2 separate regions of the Mus musculus genome follow, and region 1 is linked to region 2. The links are chromatin contacts, called in public HiChIP or PLAC-seq maps. All regions are on one chromosome and are shown on one strand. The core of a region is the stretch at or near the end of the contact, and the rest is flanking DNA. Distances in the headings are between cores, read along the strand shown. Region 1 has its middle 55 kb from the start of Lrig1. Region 2 overlaps Magi1 (membrane associated guanylate kinase, WW and PDZ domain containing 1).

What was found. HiChIP or PLAC-seq counts read pairs in DNA pulled down with a chosen protein or histone mark.
Region 1: a FOXA1 HiChIP or PLAC-seq map of pancreatic cancer cells shows a contact between it and region 2. The contact joins two enhancer-like sites. A contact is called at or near these places in 1 of 484 Hi-C or Micro-C datasets (LSK cells) and 4 of 115 datasets of contacts at active chromatin or transcription factors (embryonic stem cells and pancreatic cancer cells).

The regions. Positions count from the first base shown.
Region 1 is chr6:94,752,921-94,758,208 of GRCm38.p6, forward strand. No RefSeq gene overlaps it. Among named protein-coding and RNA genes, the nearest start is that of Lrig1, 55 kb to the left of the region's middle. RefSeq lists an enhancer at 178-4,520. Within about 2 kb of position 2,696, at least 47 of the 459 cell types and tissues checked have an H3K27ac peak or open chromatin away from gene starts, as enhancers often do. A contact at or near this core is called in embryonic stem cells and pancreatic cancer cells, where this site is marked.
Region 2 is chr6:94,181,828-94,186,768 of GRCm38.p6, forward strand. All of the region lies in intron 1 of Magi1 (membrane associated guanylate kinase, WW and PDZ domain containing 1), which reads right to left. All of the region lies in intron 1 of 4930511A08Rik (RIKEN cDNA 4930511A08 gene), which reads right to left. Among named protein-coding and RNA genes, the nearest start is that of Gm52867, 44 kb to the right of the region's middle. Within about 2 kb of position 1,709, at least 47 of the 459 cell types and tissues checked have an H3K27ac peak or open chromatin away from gene starts, as enhancers often do. A contact at or near this core is called in embryonic stem cells and pancreatic cancer cells, where this site is marked.

The sequences.
Region 1 (5,288 bases), core at 1,446-3,945, 570 kb after region 2:
AAGTGTGCTAGTCGCTGGGGGGAAGTGAAGTTAAGAGATGGGAGTGGAGAGACCAGAGCTGTGAGGGATCCAAGCAAAGGACTCTGGGCTCTGAGAATGAAGCCGACTTCTCAGGGGGAACCTGGGGAGGATTTTTTTCCTGAGGACTCAAGGTCAGAAAAACAGTCTCACTATTACCATCAGTGAACGGGTGTGTCAGCAACCACTGGGAAGGTGGCTCGGTGGGTAGGAGCACTTGCTGTGCAGTCATGAAGAGTTCAAATACGTGGCAGCCATGAGGAACGCTGGGCATAGGCATAGCTGGGGCCTATGACCCCAATACTTGGGGAGGGCAGAGACAGGTCATTGGGCCTTACTGGCTATAAGCCTAGCTCCAGGGTTAGGGACCCTTTCTAAAGGAAATAAGACAGAGACTGTGACAATGGGGCACTAGAAACCATCCCCCAGCCTCCTCTATCAAGTGGGCACCTGTACACATATCTGCATATCACACACACACACACACACACACACACACACACACACACACACACACACAGAGTAATAGGGTAACAGTTCCTACTTGAGGAGGTGACTGTGAGACAATAAAATGCATGCTATACTCTTCCTTAGTCACTGATAGCTAGGAATATGATGAATACTCTGCTAATAGTGTCAGATTTTCTAGTAGGTACATTGTGAAAGCTAAATTAGTGAAAAAAATAGTTCTTTGAGAATTGTATACAGTAAGTTTTCACCATATTCAACCTCTCCAACCAACAGGCAGCATTAATTTTAATATATTTCACTCAACTCTACATAACCAAAGTAATATTGTAGCATGCAATCCATATGAAATTATTGAGCTACTGTATACATTCTGTATTGTATCATTGAAATCCAGTGCATATTTTATTCTTAATTTTGATCAGCCACACTATAGTATTCAGTGGCTACCTATGACTAGTGGATGCTGGAAAGGGCAGGTGGGCCTAGAATGTAAGAAGTACTCTTTATAAAGTATTACAATTGTTGGCTTGGGATGTGGCTTAGTTGGTAGAGGGCTTGCCTCGCACGTACGAGGTCCTAGGTTTGATCCCCAGTAACACATAAACTAAGAGAGGTGGTGCATGTCTATAATCTCAGACTGGGGAGGTGAAGGCAGGAGGACCAAAGCTCAAGGTTATCCGGGCTACTTAGCAAGCTTGAGGCCAGCCTGTGACCCATGAGATCCTGTCTGAGAAAGAACAACGTGTTAGATTGTAACGCTTCCCACTGCCTTGTGGACAATGGACAACGGAACCAAGCACTCCCTCCCACCCCCCACTGCCACAACTCCCCAAAAGGGGTTGGGGGAATGTGTGGAGTGAAACAGAAGACCACCATAATTTTACGACTTCCAGAATGATTTTTTTGCTGGGCTTTCCTGAAGCTAAGCCACAAGCTAGTTAAGCCCGTGGGTCCTCCAGTATGGCCGATCGGTTCCCCGATGGGATATAGACTGATGCTTGTCACGTGACCACGTGTACACTCTTGTTTGTGGTGTGTGTTGATTTACTTGAGTTATCTTAGGAGAAGCAGACATCACCTTAAGTTTGAACAAATGGTGCTGCCTATTCCATTGATTTTGGTGGGACTGTCTTTCTTCTCTTCTATTGGATTTGAAGGGTGATGGGAGACAGTAGACAGGTAGGTAGCCTTGGGAGGCTTATGCCAAAGATTCTTGAACCTCAAATGTGTTCATTCAGGTGGAGCTGTGCTGAGTCACCACTGAAGGTGGGGTGACGGGCAGGGCTGAGGAGCCTGGGCTTGCGGTCCATGAGGAAGGAGGCTGTTGGTTCAGGGCTATTCTGAGAGTGAGTGGCAGCACACACATCTAGAGGAAAGCCCTACCGGGGTTGAGCCCTTGCTCTTAGCCATTACTCTCAACTCTACTAGGAGGCTCCCATTTTGCAGAGGAGAAAAACACAGCAGCTCAGAGCAGTCAGGCAACTTTCCCAGCTCAACAAAGGCTGAGGCTGGTCTCTCCCCAAAGGTGTCTGATGCAGTCTCTGCTCATAACCGATTTTCTCTGCTTCTGGAATGTTTTTTCCTGTCCTTCCTCTCCACTGCCATGTTCTCCTTGGCATGACATTTCTCCTGGTTCAGACGCTGGCCACAAAAATCTATCAGAGCCCTCATCATTGGTGAAGGAAAGCCATGTGAGTTGGGCAGTTGTGAGGGGAAAAGTAATAGCTGTGGTTCTGGTGCCTCTTAGATTGGCCCCAGGCCAGTGGCACCCTTGTTTGGAGGACAGATGTAATCACATCCCTACCACACGCCTTGCTTTGCCTTGTTTGTATTTGTGTCCTCCCTGATCCTTTCTTCTCCCATATCTCCCATATCACCTGCTCAGAGTCCTCTTCTGACCGCCCCGTGTAAGCTCTCCACCACTCCCATCAGCTTCCGTCTTATTATGTACTTGTTTGTTGGTTGGCTTGCTCCAGTATCTGGCTCCGCAGTAGCACGGAAGTTGTACGTGGGCAAACAGCGTGTCTGTTTGGTTTGCTAATGAATTTCTCATGCTCAGCACGGTGCCCAGGCCCAAGTAAGTGCTCAGGAAACATTTCTTGCACGAATGAATCAGGCAAGTTGGATGGGAGATGCCTTTAGACCCACACCTGCTCTGTGAATCCCAGGCTCCTTGTCACCTCTCTATAAGACGACCTCGAGGTGACCTCTAAGCCTCCTTCCAGCTCTGAAATTCCATGGCTCTCTGATGGACTTTGGAGACTGCTGAGCCCCACCCCGTTCAGTTATTTTGCCTTTATCGCCCAAGCCCAACTGATTTCTTTAGAAAAGGAGGTGGGTGTGTTTTAGGGAACTCTTAATTCCTTTGAGCATTTGGGCACTTTTCCAGTGCTTATAATTGCCTTAGGAACCAGTAAAGTTAGCAAGTTATTGATTTGGGACTAGATCTGTCAGCTTCATATTCTTTTTTCCTCTTCTTCCCCCCCCCCCCTTTTTTTAAAAATTATTTTCTGGTACTGTTGTGAGGTTACAGGCTAGTGCCTGAATCAACAGTTCTTTCTCTCTATAAGAAAGCTGTATTTTTAAATTTTGCTTTTGACTTTAATTGCAGCCAGCCATGAAAGGAGAGAATGAGGGTGTCGTTCCAGATGAGTGCACATTCAAAATCATTCAAACTCCACTTGGAAGAGGAGAGGAAAATTAATAATGAGAACAAACAGGCCTTTGGAAGCAGGCTCCCCTACTCACTCCTTTCTTTGTAAAATAGAGTCCTTCTCCTCACACAGTCAATGGAAAAAAACACTAGCGCAGAGACTGGGAGGTGTTCACACAATGGGCCCTTTCGGTCTACCCAGACCTGAGAAAGGCCAAACAGTGCAGAGCATGTGTGTGTGTGTGTGTGTGTGTGTGTGTGTGTGTGTGTGGCGACAGATTTAGATACATCAGCATTCAGCCACTCACCCAACAAATGTTTATGGACTACTTTCTCTGAATTAGCTTTCAAGCAGGGCAGGTATCAGTATAAACCAGTGACCAAGACAGGGAAATCCTAATACCCTGATGCTTTACCTGGTCTTATTACTTATACCTCCACCTGCTCCTAAGAACTTTGTGTGTATGTGTGCATGCATGTGTGTGTGTTAGTGTATGTATGTATGCTCATGTATGCATGCATATATACTGAGATCCATGTCAGATATCTTCCTTAAATTGCTTTCCATATTAATATTTTTATATCTTATATTTTGAGACATTGTCTCTCATTGGTCTAGAGCTTGCAGATTAGGCTAGACTGACTGGTTAGTATCCCCGGGAATCCTCTTACATAACCCAGCTAGAGCTGGGAATACAGGTGTGTGTACCAACATGGCTTGTTTTATTTTTTATTTTTCTGTGGCACTAGGCACTCTGCCACACCCTGTATGATCCCTGCATCCTTAAACACCTCTGGGTAACTTGCAACAGAAAATGTAATGTCAGTTCTATGGAAGCAGCCATCACTCTGGTATCGTTTAGAGAATTATGGCAAGAAAAAGTCTGTAAATATGTGTTACAGATGTACCTTTTTCCTAGATTTCATCTGTACCCGGTTGAGGCCAAAGATAAGAGGTGGCTGCATATTTAAGAAATAGGCTCTATTATGAGTTGAGGAAACCGGGGCACATTGTAGTGAAAAGATTGTCCAGTATCACATGTGTTGTGTTAGAAGGCAGTTCGTAGGGAGACAGATCACACCAGGCCAGTACAGCATCATGGGAGAGGTTTATTGGGGGATAAGGGGGAAAGAGAAAAGGATGAAGGGGGCAATGAAGAAAAAGAAGGAAAAAAAGAGCGAAGTTCAGGTTAGGGGGTTCTACCTTTTATTTGGGCTGTGATGTAATCATGCACACTACCTTGCACAAGTAAGGCTCAGGCAGGTAGATGAATGTATGGTGGTTTCCATGGCAACAGGCTTGTTGGGTCCTTGTCACCTATGGGTGATGTCATCACTGGATTCAGAGGCTGTAGGCTCTGATGCCAACAACATGGCTGACCAGTGAGTCACATGGAAAGCAAGAGGCTGAGTTCTTAAGCTATGGAGCTTAGGGGCCAGTGGAGTAAGTACCTGAGGACTCGGAATTCTTACATGATCCAAGACGTGGACAGGCAACCTAGAGAAAGTGCAGGTGTGAGATGCTGAGGAAGCATTTGGGAAAGATATTCTGTGAAAGCTAAGATCTGAAGATGTGTCTGTGTAACCAGACAAAGATGGAGGGGCATTTGGGAGAGCTTGAAAGTGCTCTGTATGAAGAAAGGTGGACGTGGAGGATGAGAGGGGAAGACGAAGAGGATAGGAGATGGATCACAAAAGGGTCTGGAGGCCATCCCATGTGGGTAATGGGGTGAACCAAAGTCCTCTGAAAAAGCAGCAAGTACTCTAACTACTGAACCATCTCTCTAGTCCCATAAATATTTAAACGTAACTTCAATCATTTAACAGATGTCTTTAAAAACACACAGTGCCTGTGGTGACTGTTTAAAAAAACATATAGAATTTACAAGATTTAATAGCACTGGGGAGATGACTCTGTCAGTAAAATGATGGTCAAAATGAGTTCAGCCCTTAGAAAACAAATTCTTAAATCAGGTAGATGTGCTTCTTTGTGTCCCAGCATAGGTGTGAGGATAGCAAGGCTCAGAGACAGGACAATCCTTGAGCCTCACTGGCCAGTTAGCCTAGTTGAATTGGCAAGTTCCAGGTCAGGCTAGGGCAGTGAGAATGTTTCTCAAGAAACGAAGTGTGTGGCAACTAATGACTG
Region 2 (4,941 bases), core at 459-2,958:
ATCCAAACAGACTGTGGTACTAAAGATGAATAAGATGTTAGCAACAGAATGTTAATCATTTCCAGCTAAAAATATTTGTGCTGGCTCCAACACTCAGGTCCATCTGTCCTAATGGGCTCCTCCTCTCCTCCCTCTCCCCTCCCCACCCCTTCTTCCTATAGGGCTAGAGACTTACTGACATCAACAGGATCCTTCTAAACATCACATTCAGGGAAAATGAACTTTAAAAGGTGTGACTCTGCTTATGAAAATCCATCCTCAAATGGCATCAAGAACTCGGGGAGACACAAATGAAGAGTGATTTGGCAATAAATCAATGGGTCCCAGCAGGATTCTGTATAATGAGAAACTGCAGAGATAAAGTACTACTTCCAGCTCCAATGAGTCAACAGTAAACTGACTGGGCAAGGAAAGCCGGCTTGGTGGGGAGGTGTGCCTGTGGAAAGGGGTTTAGGCTGACCACCAGATCAACACCAGCCGGGAGTGTAACAAGGGGCCTAGAAAAGACAGGGGCTGTTAGGCTACATACTGACCAATAATCAAGGGAAGGCAGAGAGATCCAGCCTGGGAGGGGGCCAGCAAACTACACCTGAGTTCAGGGAGCATACCATGTTCCTTTGAGAAAAAGCAATCAGGAATGTGATGTATCAGAAACTTAAGCTATTACAGTAATATGATCTCTGGCTTTAAAACTGCAGCCCAGGCCCCTCCTCTGTATAGAGTCCCCTAGCATTCTTTTCCCACCCCCACCGGACCACATAAACTGCTCTGACATACATTAGTTGGCCCAATTTCCCCTGGAGGATATGGTTGTTTCCCTATTTTGTCCACTGATCCAGCCATGCAATGTAAAACAGGCACGTAACAGATACTGAGTAAACTGCATGAGTCCATTAATTCTTCTGAAAATACGGTGGACTCTTTACAACTGAAAAAGAGAAAGTGTAGGTGAAACGAACCTGACACTGAACGTTTAATTACGCATATTTTACTGATCACAAATCCTGACTATGAGATGAGCAAAATACTTTGCAGTCTCAGATCTTCCATTCATACTCAGATCTGACTCTCAGAGAGATGGGCAAATGGAAAATACAAGCTGCTGGGACTAAATAGAGACCATGCTAAGTTTGGGAGAGCAGACAGCATTTATCTCTCTGTACTATTATGGTGACCAACTAAGAAAAAAATAGGACACGTATGCTATGATGCTAGCAGGTGGAGGGAGAGGGTGGAAGACGCCAAGTTGGAAACCAGACTAGGCTATACAGTAAGACCGTCTCATAAACCAAAACAAGTAAGCCAGGAGGTGGTGGTGCACACCTTTAATACCAGCTCTTGGGAGGCAGAGGCAGGTGGGTACCTGAGCTTGAAGTCAGCCTGGTCTACAGAGTGAGTTCCAGGACAGCCAAGACTACACAGAGAAACCCTATCTTGAAAAGTCCTACTTGAAAAAGTAAGACAAAGTGTACCAAAGAACTTGATGCATGACCATGGTCCTCATATTATTAGAGTTTCGTCATTGTAATGTGCTGCATGAGGATCTATCTCCCTGTGGAAAGAGCCAGCTCACACTGACAGCGGAACCAACTGTGTGCAATGTTTCCCAGCTCTGCACACGGCGATAACAGTCGCCACCTATGTAACACCGGCCACGGCGGTGGTGTTTTGACAGTGGACCTGGGCAAGCACGACTCTCTTCCCAGAGCGGGCAATCAGCCAACAATCAGCACGCCCCTGGAATACTCTTGAGGATAGAATCTGGGCACTGATATTACAGTGAATTCACAAGTAGTTTTTCAGGCTGAACCAGGAGCGCTGCTTACACTGAAACTAGAAGACGCCACTTGTCAAGGGCGAGTGGGAAGAAATAATGCATTGTTTTCTCCCAGACTCAACTGCTCCTCCAGCCTGCAGGAATCCCAACTGTTCTCATTTCCTCTCCCGGCACTGCCACCATAACAAAAGCTTGGCCTTGGTCCCTCCATTCAACTGTGTCCTTCCACCTGGAAAGATTCTGAAACTGCAGTTCATAGGCAACTAGTCTCTTGGCTGAGGTTCTAAACACTTAAAACTTGCAAGGTCGCCTTTTAAGGCTGGAAGGTGTAGTTCCTTCTTTCCAAAATAACTACCTTCTCAAATAAAATCCAACCACAATGGGAGCTGTGGTGTAAGGAAAACGGCCACTTGTGATGTGTCTGTCATTACAGGCTGTAAGTGAGACAATGCACTCTTGTATTCAGAAGCACCCTCAACATGAACCAAACAGTTATAATCACAGATGCAGTCAGCGTTAGCCTTGTGGAATATGGTAATATGTGAGTGGGGCCTGCAAGTCTGTCTTAGATCACTTTCAGCAGTCAATGACAAATACCTGTGACAATGAACCTGTGTACAGAGAGAGCAACCTCCTCCGAGCAACCTATCTTTTCTTCTCCATCTAACACAAAGTTGCTATGCAGAGCAGTGCCCCTCCCTCCACCCCAGCAAACCCAGGGAACTCTGCCACTGCACAGACAGAGAACACAATAAAGGAAAAGGAGTTTACATCTATTCCAGAGTCGAGGCAATCCACACAAGACAATGCAGAACACCACCTCCTCAGCAACTTGAATCCTTTTGATGGTGCAAGAACACCGTAAAAGATGAAAACCACAACTACCATTCGCAAGCTAAACACCACAAACCACAACAGAGGCTCTGCATAAAGCTCAGTGGTGGGGTGCTTACTAGAAGTCACCCAGCCCTGGGCTGAATCCCCAGAACCCAAACCAAACAAAGGCCTCACACTCCAAACCAAATCAGCTAACTAACTCAGAGTAAGAAGGTGCGGGACACCAGACAGTTACAGAATGGAAAGTGGCCTAAGTCAGAAAGCCTGGGATCAGGAGAAGAGATAAAATGAGACACCTCATAACTTTCTATTCTATGTTCTAACCTTTCAGGAGATCCTACTCCAACCTTGCCAGCTAGCCCTTCCGAGTTCTCTATTAATAAAGTCTCTTTCCACTTAGGCTACCATTTGGAATAAAAACTGGCTCTTTATATGGTTTAGATGAAGTACTACCCTATAGTATCCTACATTATCCTACATTTTCTCAGTTAATCCAATCTACTAAAAAATAATCTTATAAACAGCTGATTTGAAAGAGGAAATACTACTACCTTAGGCTCTAACCAAATACATGTTCCATTGAAAAATGAGAATCCAGGGAAGTTGACATTTCTTTCAATAACGACCTTTAGAAACATTCTTAGTTCAACTTGAGTAATCCACTCATACATGCTGTCCCTGGAGTCCAGAGAGCATGCAGAGTGCAGCAGTGACTATACTGGTTATCATTTGTGATCCCACACAGTTTCATCCGGAGTCCCTGGCATAGTTTACAGTCCCCTGAAGACTTGATCAAGATGAGGGATCTTTTTCCATGATGGATATCTCATGAGGCTATTTGCCAAGAGACTTGATTTCAGCCAGAGAAGGTGGTGCTTGCCTTTAATCCCAACACTTGAGAGGTAGAAACAGGAGGATCTCTGGGAGTTTGAGGCCACCCTGGTGGACACTGAAAGTTCCCTTGGAATGGGGGGGAGGAGCCAGAGGCTACCCTAAGAAGAACGAGCAATTCCAAGGGTACAGTGAAGTTATGTTCTAAGCAAATAAACTAAGGGATGTACTTAAGTAGCCACTGTCATGGGTGGTAGACAGGCCATTGGGAAGGCAGCCATTGTTTCTGCCCTGGGACACAGTACGAGTTTCTCAGGAAAGACAAAAAACAAGTTCTAAAGGAAAAACAGAGGAAACTATTAGGAAGGGTTATGTTTCCCAGAATCTAGGGTGTCACATCAGGAACACCCTTAGAAAACGCCCTGAGGAGGAAGTCTGAAGTATATATAGCAACTAGCTCAAAAAATAATAGGCAATAAGGAATATTCCAGATGGAGAGAAATCAATAATTCCGGGCCAAAAACTGCGGAGGAAGGGGGCATTCAGAGCTAAAAGCAAGTACGTGATTGTCATGTGAGAGGTGCAAACTCTAAGAGTTGGGTGGGGTAAAGTCTGTAATGAGCCTCTCCAACACGTGAGGACAGAACGGGCCCTGAGGAACAGGAGGTGCCACAGTGGCACAGGTGAGTTGTGTAGTAGGAAACTCAAGAGGCTTCGCCTCTGCCAAACTTACTACTGTGTAGATTTTCTTTTGTTAGAGATGGGGTTCTCCCACAAACTGTGACCCTCTTTCCTCAATCTCCCCAGCAATCTGTACCTGACCGATGGTCAGTCTTCTGGAACGGTATCTGAAACCACCAAGCAAGGAAGCCTGTCCTACCTCTAAGAGAAAAGTAACAGTGAAAAAGAAGCTGAGTGCTAGGGAGGACAAAAGGGCAGACACTGGAAGGAACTTCCAAGTCAGCCACCGATCAAACAGAGCAGATGAGCAAGGCCAGGAACTCTCTCACCAGCCAATGTGGCATCATCATGAGAAATGACGAACCACTGTTTCAAAGCTGCCTAGTTTTGCAGGACTTATCAGTCAGCAACAAAAAAGCCTAGATGCAAAACTAAAAGGACCCCAACCCCTGGGGCCAACATGGAGGAGTATCAAAGCCCATCAGCACCAAGTCTGTCACTTAAATGTTATGGATATTAAAATATTATAGATAACAGTAGGATGAAAGGACTCGTCTACAAAATGCAAAGAAAAAAATGGCAGACTCAGGATAGCCACTGTTTAAGAAGCTGCTGGTAACCCATGAGTTAACCACAAACCTCCTCTCACTTAGCTCCATATATTACATCCAAAGAGAGTCCACTGGAAGACGTGGGTGAGTCATGATGCGGAAACCCAGCAAAGGACTTTGTACCTTGATTGCCACTTAAGTGGTAAAGAAAACAGAGAAAATCGTGTGAATAAACACAGAGATAAAGGAGCTAAGGACACCAAG